Linked DNA regions of Anas platyrhynchos: region 2 is linked to region 1. A link is a contact called in public Hi-C data. All regions are on one chromosome and are shown on one strand. The core of a region is the stretch at or near the end of the contact, and the rest is flanking DNA. Distances in the headings are between cores, read along the strand shown.

Evidence for each region. A called contact is a pair of places that touch in the nucleus more often than the background predicts.
Region 2: a contact with region 1 is called in a Hi-C map of F5 follicle, with 6 times the contacts expected there. The contact joins the promoter of MYC here to the enhancer-like site in region 1. A contact is called at or near these places in 3 of 8 Hi-C or Micro-C datasets (F5 follicle, small yellow follicle and subcutaneous adipose tissue).

The regions. Positions count from the first base shown.
Region 1 is chr2:9,657,351-9,661,142 of IASCAAS_PekinDuck_T2T, forward strand. The region is part of intron 5 of LOC106019000 (a long non-coding RNA gene); the gene reads left to right. Among named protein-coding and RNA genes, the nearest start is that of CYRIB, 160 kb to the left of the region's middle. Within about 2 kb of position 2,466, at least 5 of the 8 cell types and tissues checked have an H3K27ac peak or open chromatin away from gene starts, as enhancers often do. A contact at or near this core is called in F5 follicle and small yellow follicle, where this site is marked.
Region 2 is chr2:10,333,702-10,337,243 of IASCAAS_PekinDuck_T2T, forward strand. It overlaps MYC (MYC proto-oncogene, bHLH transcription factor), which reads right to left and starts at 1,507. Exons shown (of 3, transcript XM_038175084.2): 1 at 1,233-1,507; 2 at 1-134. The coding sequence starts at 119.

The sequences.
Region 1 (3,792 bases), core at 1,216-3,715:
GTTTAGCTGCTCTGTGGTCAAAGGACATACCACCAAGGAGACAAGGAGACAGTGCCCAGGAGTAGAGCAAGCTTGCTGTAAGCTAGCAGCAGCCAGCATTGCCACCAAGAGAAGCAGGTCTGCCTGTTCCTGGCCTGCCTGTAACCACCCCTGAGCTCTTGACTCTGCACATTTTGGGGAGCAGCAAGGAAGGCCAAGATTTAGTGGTTGGCTTAGTGAGCTCAAAGTGGAAGGTTAACCGATCTATGGAGACATTTAGACCATCTGCACAGGCAAAAGCTCCTGCCTGCCTCAGCCCCACAGTGCTGGGAATTTAAGTCCATAAATTAAAGGGCTGCAAATGGAGATCTGTTTTGCACACCCAGTGAAACCCCTGCCCATCTTTGTACCTTCATGCTATCTTGGGCCATTTGGTTCAATTAGTGCTTGCACCTCCTCCAGTGAGTTCCCTTTGCTGTTTCTCCTTTTGCTGTGTGAGGCTGTCAAGTCACGGGCTTACATTTCAAGGAAGGAAAAAAAAAAAAAAAAAAAAACATTATTTTCATAAGGTTCAGAACTGAGCATTGGAACTCACTGCCACAGGATGCTGTAGAGGCCAAAAAAGTAAAGGAGTTTTCTTTAAAAAAGGGTTATGATAACCCATGAAGGAGGAGTATAGTGACATCTATTTAATACAATGATCTCAGGAAGGCCACTATTAGCTAATTGGTAGGAAAGGGATCATTCTGCACATAACCTGTTCTATTCTCTTTCTTAGAGCTTAATCTGCTCCCTCAATCCTCCCCTTAATCTGCCGGGGCTAAAGTTCAGGACAGCAAATGGGGCTGCTGGACTTTTGATCTGATCTAGCACAGCAGTTCCTCTAGTTCATAAACAATATTTTAATAATTTGTGAATGGAATTTAACACGTGGACATGCATCATCACACTTTGAGCATGCATTATCATCTGCAAATGCAGTAGCTTATCTAGCAAGCTGTACGGTCGTGTATTCTCAGGCAAGCACAAGATCTGGGTGTTAGCTTACAAACGTGAAGTTATCCAGTTCTGCACAACACAGATAAGGCCAGCTATGTTAAACTTCCGGTGTATTTACTCCAGCTGGTACTCAGCTTTGGACACCAAAGCTTTAAGAAGAAAGGAGAGCTGTGAAACTTCCTCTCTTCAGTACACAGCTTTAATTACAATCAATTATTTATCCCACAAATGACTATTTGTAACTGAATATCTCCAAGGAATATATGAAGACTGAATTTGCTTTTATTTGCATGGGAATGATTAATTTGCAGTTACTGGATGTGAAGTGATGTGAAAACAAGCAGGATAAGACCTTTTTTATTTCAGGTACATTGGGTCAGAAACAGCAGAGCAAGGGAGGGCTCCTCCTGCCAGTCCTCTGCCTGTCCCACTGGTAGTGCAGGTGCAGGCAATTAAGAGCTTTTATATCAATGTTTTTTGTTGCAAATGCTCCATGAAACAAATCTTAAGTAACAGGAAAAGTTAAACAGAAATAACTACACCCTGCCCTCCAAGGTCTTCTACAATTGATAGGACTAGTGTGGTTGATCCTGTTGCTTTCTTCATGGTCATTTCATGATCATGTGAGATCTTCTCAGACTGAAGCCAGTACCTACAGCTGGCCCACAATGCATGCCATGTGTTAATAAACATGGTCACAGTAAATATTTTGGGTGCTATTATCAGGTAAAAGGGGTTTCTGACACATGAGGAAGGGCTAGCTTGGGGCTGCTTCTGGGGTCCCCTGCACTCCTGGGGGCATGGAGGAGACCTCTTGGGGTGTGCTTCAGACATCTGACTTCAGGTTCATGCAGAGGACCTGTGGGATTTATCAAGAAAGAGTGAGGGAGAGGTACCAGGCCACATTCTTCCACTGTGTGGTTTAGAGGATGCATGCAGCATGGCATCACCCAGCAAACCTGGCCTCAAACGCAGCAGGCAGTGCGAAGCCTGCCTGTCATGACAGATACTTTTAGCAGCAAAACACACAAACAGCTCCCAGATATGTTCTCACAGCCACCTCCGACAAAGACGCGGGAATTTTAATGCTCAAAAGCACTACAGCGGGGCTGTGGCAGCGTGGGGCTCCTGGCCACTAAAACACAGTGAAGTGAGAAGTGGTTTCGTTCAGAAAGGCAGTTTCTGCTTTTCGTTCAGAGTGGGAAGCTTGTGACAGGATCCAGCGAGGTGATGGAGGGAAGTAACCTTTACACGCAGTGGGAAACTGAATTCATTGAAGAAATGCCGCCTCTGTCCCTACCCATCTCCCAGCCCCGTCTTCTGCCTGGGGAGGGAGAGGATCTGTCAGAGAGCAGCCACGCTCTCTTTTTTCTCAATGAAAAGTAGGAAGCTCTCGATGCAAGTCCTGCTTCGCTTCCTCCCTGCTGGCCAGGGCAGAGGACGCTTGCTTGTGGGGGGGCCTGGGGAGAAACCGCTCATTGTAGGGCTTGGCCTTCAGGGCTATCGCTCCTGTCTGCGAGTCATGTGCCTTAATCCTCCCAAGTGGACTGCCCTGCAGTTTAGCATTCCCCGAATTCCTGCCGCCTGCTGACACGGAGCCCATTCAAAAGGCAGGGCCAGCGGCCGGGAGGCTGCAGGAAAGCTTTGCAGTGTGGGGTGGCTGCTGCTCCCCATGTGCTTTGTGCCAGGAATTCCTTTCTATTCGGAGCTGCCCAGGCCAGGGACGGATATAGCTGGGGAGCAGTGGGAGAAAGGGTCTGGAGAGTTGTTGCTCGCACCCCAGGGCTGGAAGCCCACCTGCTTCCAGGGCAGCAGCCTCCAGCACACCCGTGAAAAGTAATTGCACTGATCTGCTGGCTAACGACATTTTTCTGGGAGGATGGGTCTCATAAAGTTTTACAATTCTTGGGGAAAGTGGCTTCTTTTTTTTTTTTTTTTTTTTTTTTTTTTTTTTTATCTCTCAGGAGGGTGAAAGGTTTCATCCCTGTCCTGACCCTGGGTGCTTGGCAAAGTTTCACTTCACTGACCCCGAGCAGGGCTGAAAATGAAGGCTGCTCTTCCCTCATTCATTTTTTGTAAAGTGGAAGCAATAATAATAGTAATTAGAATAATTAATAATAACTATGCTTTCTTTCTCTGTCACACAGAGTGTTTCAGTAGTGGTCAGTACAGCAGGAGCCTGAGCTTTGTGGAGAAGCACTAGAGCTGCCACTGCAATGCAAATGTCACAGGGGTTACTTAGGGATAAAAAAAATCACCGAGGTGTCTGCAGCCTTTGGAAAGAGTGAGAAATTTGCTTGCCCATCTGACCTTGTGAACGCTTAAAGAAACTAGAAGTCCTGAGGATATCAATAAGATGGCTCTGCTAAGTAAGCATTACACTTGTGGGCAAGTGCTGGTGTCCCAGGCAGCAGCAGGATAGCACAGATCACAGTTACATTTTCTCAGCCTGTTATGGTTTCTCATTTTCTAAGAATTTCAGTGACAGGTAGGAATTTGGAAGCTTCTGCATGCTGATAACAATGGCTGTTAGGATTTGACAAGTTTGAAAGACAGGGCTATGTTGTCCCCAAAGATATGCAACACTAACCATCCATGCATCATTTGTGGACGAGTGTTTACATCTTACAACTTTCTGAATCAACTGTCACTTTTTCTTATTCTCCCCTCCTCTCTCTCTTTTTATGAATGAAGTCTGAGGCAAGCCAGACAGAAAGGAAGGCTGCAGAATGTTTTATGGCTTGCATTTCCTTCTGGTGAGGATGTTACATTTGCTGAAGTGAACTTCTGAAAGAGATGTGGAAGGGTTTTCTG
Region 2 (3,542 bases), core at 257-2,756, 680 kb after region 1:
CCCCTCTGCTGCGCCGCCAGGTAGAAGTTCTCCTCCTCCTCCTCGAAGTAGAAGTAGGGCTGCACCGAGTCGTAGTCGTAATCGTAGTTTTTGCTGGGGAAGCTGGCGCTGAGAGGCATCGCGGCGGCTGGTGCCTGCGGGAGGGGGAGGACAGGGGGACGCCGGGGTGAGCCTTGGGGGTCGGCTCTCCCCCCGCGACCCTAAAGGGGCGACCGCCCCCCAGCGCGCAGCGCTCCCTCCCGGCTCCCCGCGCCGTGCCGACGGGCAAAAAAACCCGCGGTCGGTTTCAAATTAATGTTAAAAAAAAATCATAATAAAATCCATGATAATCATAATAAAAAAGGTACGACCTCCCCTCACCCTCTCCCAAGTCGGAGGCGCGACTTGATCTACCGAGGGGGGCAGCTCCCGGTGCCGCCCCGACCACCCTCCCCGCGGCTCTCCCGGAGGGGCTCCGGCAGCTCTGTGCAGCCCTACTCGGTTCTGCACGGTTTGGCACGGCTCAGCTCGACGCGGCACGGCTCGGCTCGGCTCCCTCCCGCCGCCCCTCCGCAGCCGCCGCGTTCACACGGGGCACGGCTCCGGCACGAAGCCCTCTTCCTTCCCTCCCGGAGCAGCTCCGCCAGCCCGGGATCGGGAATCCGGGACCGAGCCGGGAAGGGAAGGGAGAGCTGCGGGGAGCTTCGAGCACCCAGGGGGGCTGCCCCCTTGCCACCCACCTGGGCGTGCGGGCAATGCGCGGGGACGGGCAGGGACCTCAGCAAAGTTTGCCAGGTCTTGTCATATACACGCATATAATATATATATAAATAAATATATATGTCTACGCAAAGATATATATATATATACACACGTATATATATACATGCATATATATCTATATATATATGTATCCATATATCCATATATATATATACCCATATATATGAATATAGGCAGAATGTGCAATAAGCATAACCTGCCCATGCATACGCGGGAGAAGCAAATGCTTCCCCTCCCCCGAGAAAAAATAAAAAAAAATAAAAAATAGATAGATATTTGAAGAGCCGAGAGCAAGCGAAAGGATGGGGAAGGCCGGTGCCCCGGCGCAGGAGAGCGTCCCCCGGGGGGGACCGCCGGTGTCCCCGTCCTCGGAGCGCAGCCCCGGCGGCCCCCGGTGTCAGCAGCCCTGTCAGTCCAAGCCACTACCGCGGCGGATCGAGTGATGGGAAAAGCGGAGCCCCGCGACTCACCGGCTTCTCCAAGGCGCCAGCTGCGAAACGGAGCGAGGCAATTATTGCGGGCGGTGCGGGGACCAACAAAATAAGGAAAAAAAATAATATATATATAAAATTATAAAAAGAACCGCCGGATAGGACGGGGAAAAAAAGGACAAAACGCCGGGAGAACGTAGATCTCTTCCTCCCACCAAGGTTTAGAAAAAAAAAAATAAAAAAAAAAAAAATCAAGGAGCAGCGGAGAGAAGGGGAATCAGATTGTACGGTCCAAGGCGGCGCGGCGCGCTCTGTCTGCTACAATAGAAGTTTAGTTGCTTTCTTGCTTTAAAGAGCCGGCGAGGGGCGGGCGTAAAAGTGCCGCGGGGGGCGGGGGCACCACCGCGGGGCCCCCGCTCGCTCCCGCCGTGCGCGCCGACGCCTCCCGCGCCCCCGTTCGGCAGCGGGCGCGCAGAGCTCCGCGCCTGGCGGCGGGGAGCGCGGCACCGCGAGGGGGCGGCCGAGGAGCTCCGCGTGTCCCCCCCACCACACACACACACAATCCCCCAGCCTTTAATTCCGCCGGGAGGTTTGGAAGGGCTGGGGGGGGGGGGAGGTGATGCAGCGCTCCGCGGTGGTTATTTTTTATTTTTTTTTTAATTTTTATTTTTTTAATTATTTATTTTTTTTCCACCCTTCTTACTACGAGCTGCGCAAGGAGAGGTCGGAAGTAAACATAGTAAAAAAAAAAAAATTTACTAGGAGGGATTAAAAGGCTGCTCCTCGCCTTTTCCCTCCTTGCTCAGCGCTCCCCGACAGGGCACAAGGGGGAGGGGGGTTCAACCCCTTTTTCCAACACTCCCCCTCCATGTAGGGGGGCTTCGGTGGGCACCCAGCCTCATCGGGGGGGCTCCGACTCGGGCACCCCCGCCCCGGGTCGCCGCTTTCTTATCCCGCCTTTGCGGGAGGATTAAACGGGAGAAAAGGAGGCTGCGGGGGGGGAGGGAGGGGGGATGTAGGGGTGTAAGAGAGGGGGGGCACAGGCCCGCGGGGGTCACCTTGCAGCCCGTTTTGTCACACCCCGGCTGCCCCCTGCCCCTTCCCTGTCCCTTCCCGGGGTCCCCCCCCGCCCCAGCTCCCGGTGCCCACCCCCGACGGGACGCCCCCATCTCGCTGCCCGGCCCCCCAGGACCGTTAGCTGACGCCCCCATCCCTCCCACCGCCGCACCTGCGGCTTCCCCGAGCCCCCCCCCTTCCCCGTGCTGAGCCCTCACCCCCTATTCCCTCCCCAAATCCCCTCAATTCCCCTAAACCTCCCTAGCAAAGCCCCTCTACTCTCCGCTCCACGGAACGTAGTGTCCGTTTCCCCCCCCCCCCCCAACTTATCCCATCCCTGCTGGGATTTTTTTATTCCCATTTATTTATATATCCCCCTCCCCACTTTTATTTTATTTATTTATTTATTTATTTATTTATTTATTTATTTATTTATTAAAGCACAACCCACAGGGCAGGATGCAAAGCTCGGGGCCGCCCCACGGGGCGAGAGGACCGAAGCTGGGGGGGGAAAGGACGGATGGAAGGGGGATGGAAGCGGGGGGGGGAGGGGGGGCTCCACCCCACCCCCTGTGAGGCTCCCGCCGGCGCTGGGGGGCGGCCCCGCTTTCCCACGGCCGCCGCCACTACCGTGGGGACATCGCGCCCCCTCCCGGCCGCTCCGAGCCCGCGGGAGGCAGCGCGAAACACCCCCCACCCCCTCTCCGGCACCTGCGACTCTCTCCTCCCCTCCCTCCCCCCGCAGCACCCCCCTCCCAGAAAGAAAATTAAAAAAAAAAAAAAAAGGAAAAAAAAGAAAAGAAAGAAAAGAAAAAAAAGAAAAAAGAAAAAAAATATTATTTTCACTATTTTACTATTTTTTTTATTTAATTATTTTATTTGAATTATTTAATTATTTTATTAACAATATATACTCTTATTGTTTTTAACGGGAAACGACCATTTCTGCTGAGCAGCCTTCCAGCAAAGCACATCTACAACCGTCCAACTCCTCACCAAGCAAATGTCCCCGAGTGCACTTTGGGGCGCTTTCTGCCGTCCCGCCTCTGCTGTCGGGTAGCAAAGGAGGGATGGATCCACGCAGAAAGAGTGAAGCGAGAGGCAAGAGCTGCTGCGTAGTCATAACGGGGATGCTTCACCTAGTGACATTTTAAGAACTGGGTTTACCCTTGCTCCGAGATGGCTTAAAATACATCGTGCTATTTTTAAAGGCATCACTCTCGTGTAGTAGAGCTCGCTGATGTGAATGGAAATAACGTGACTCAAGGCAGGCCTGAAGTCAGCCAGGAGGGT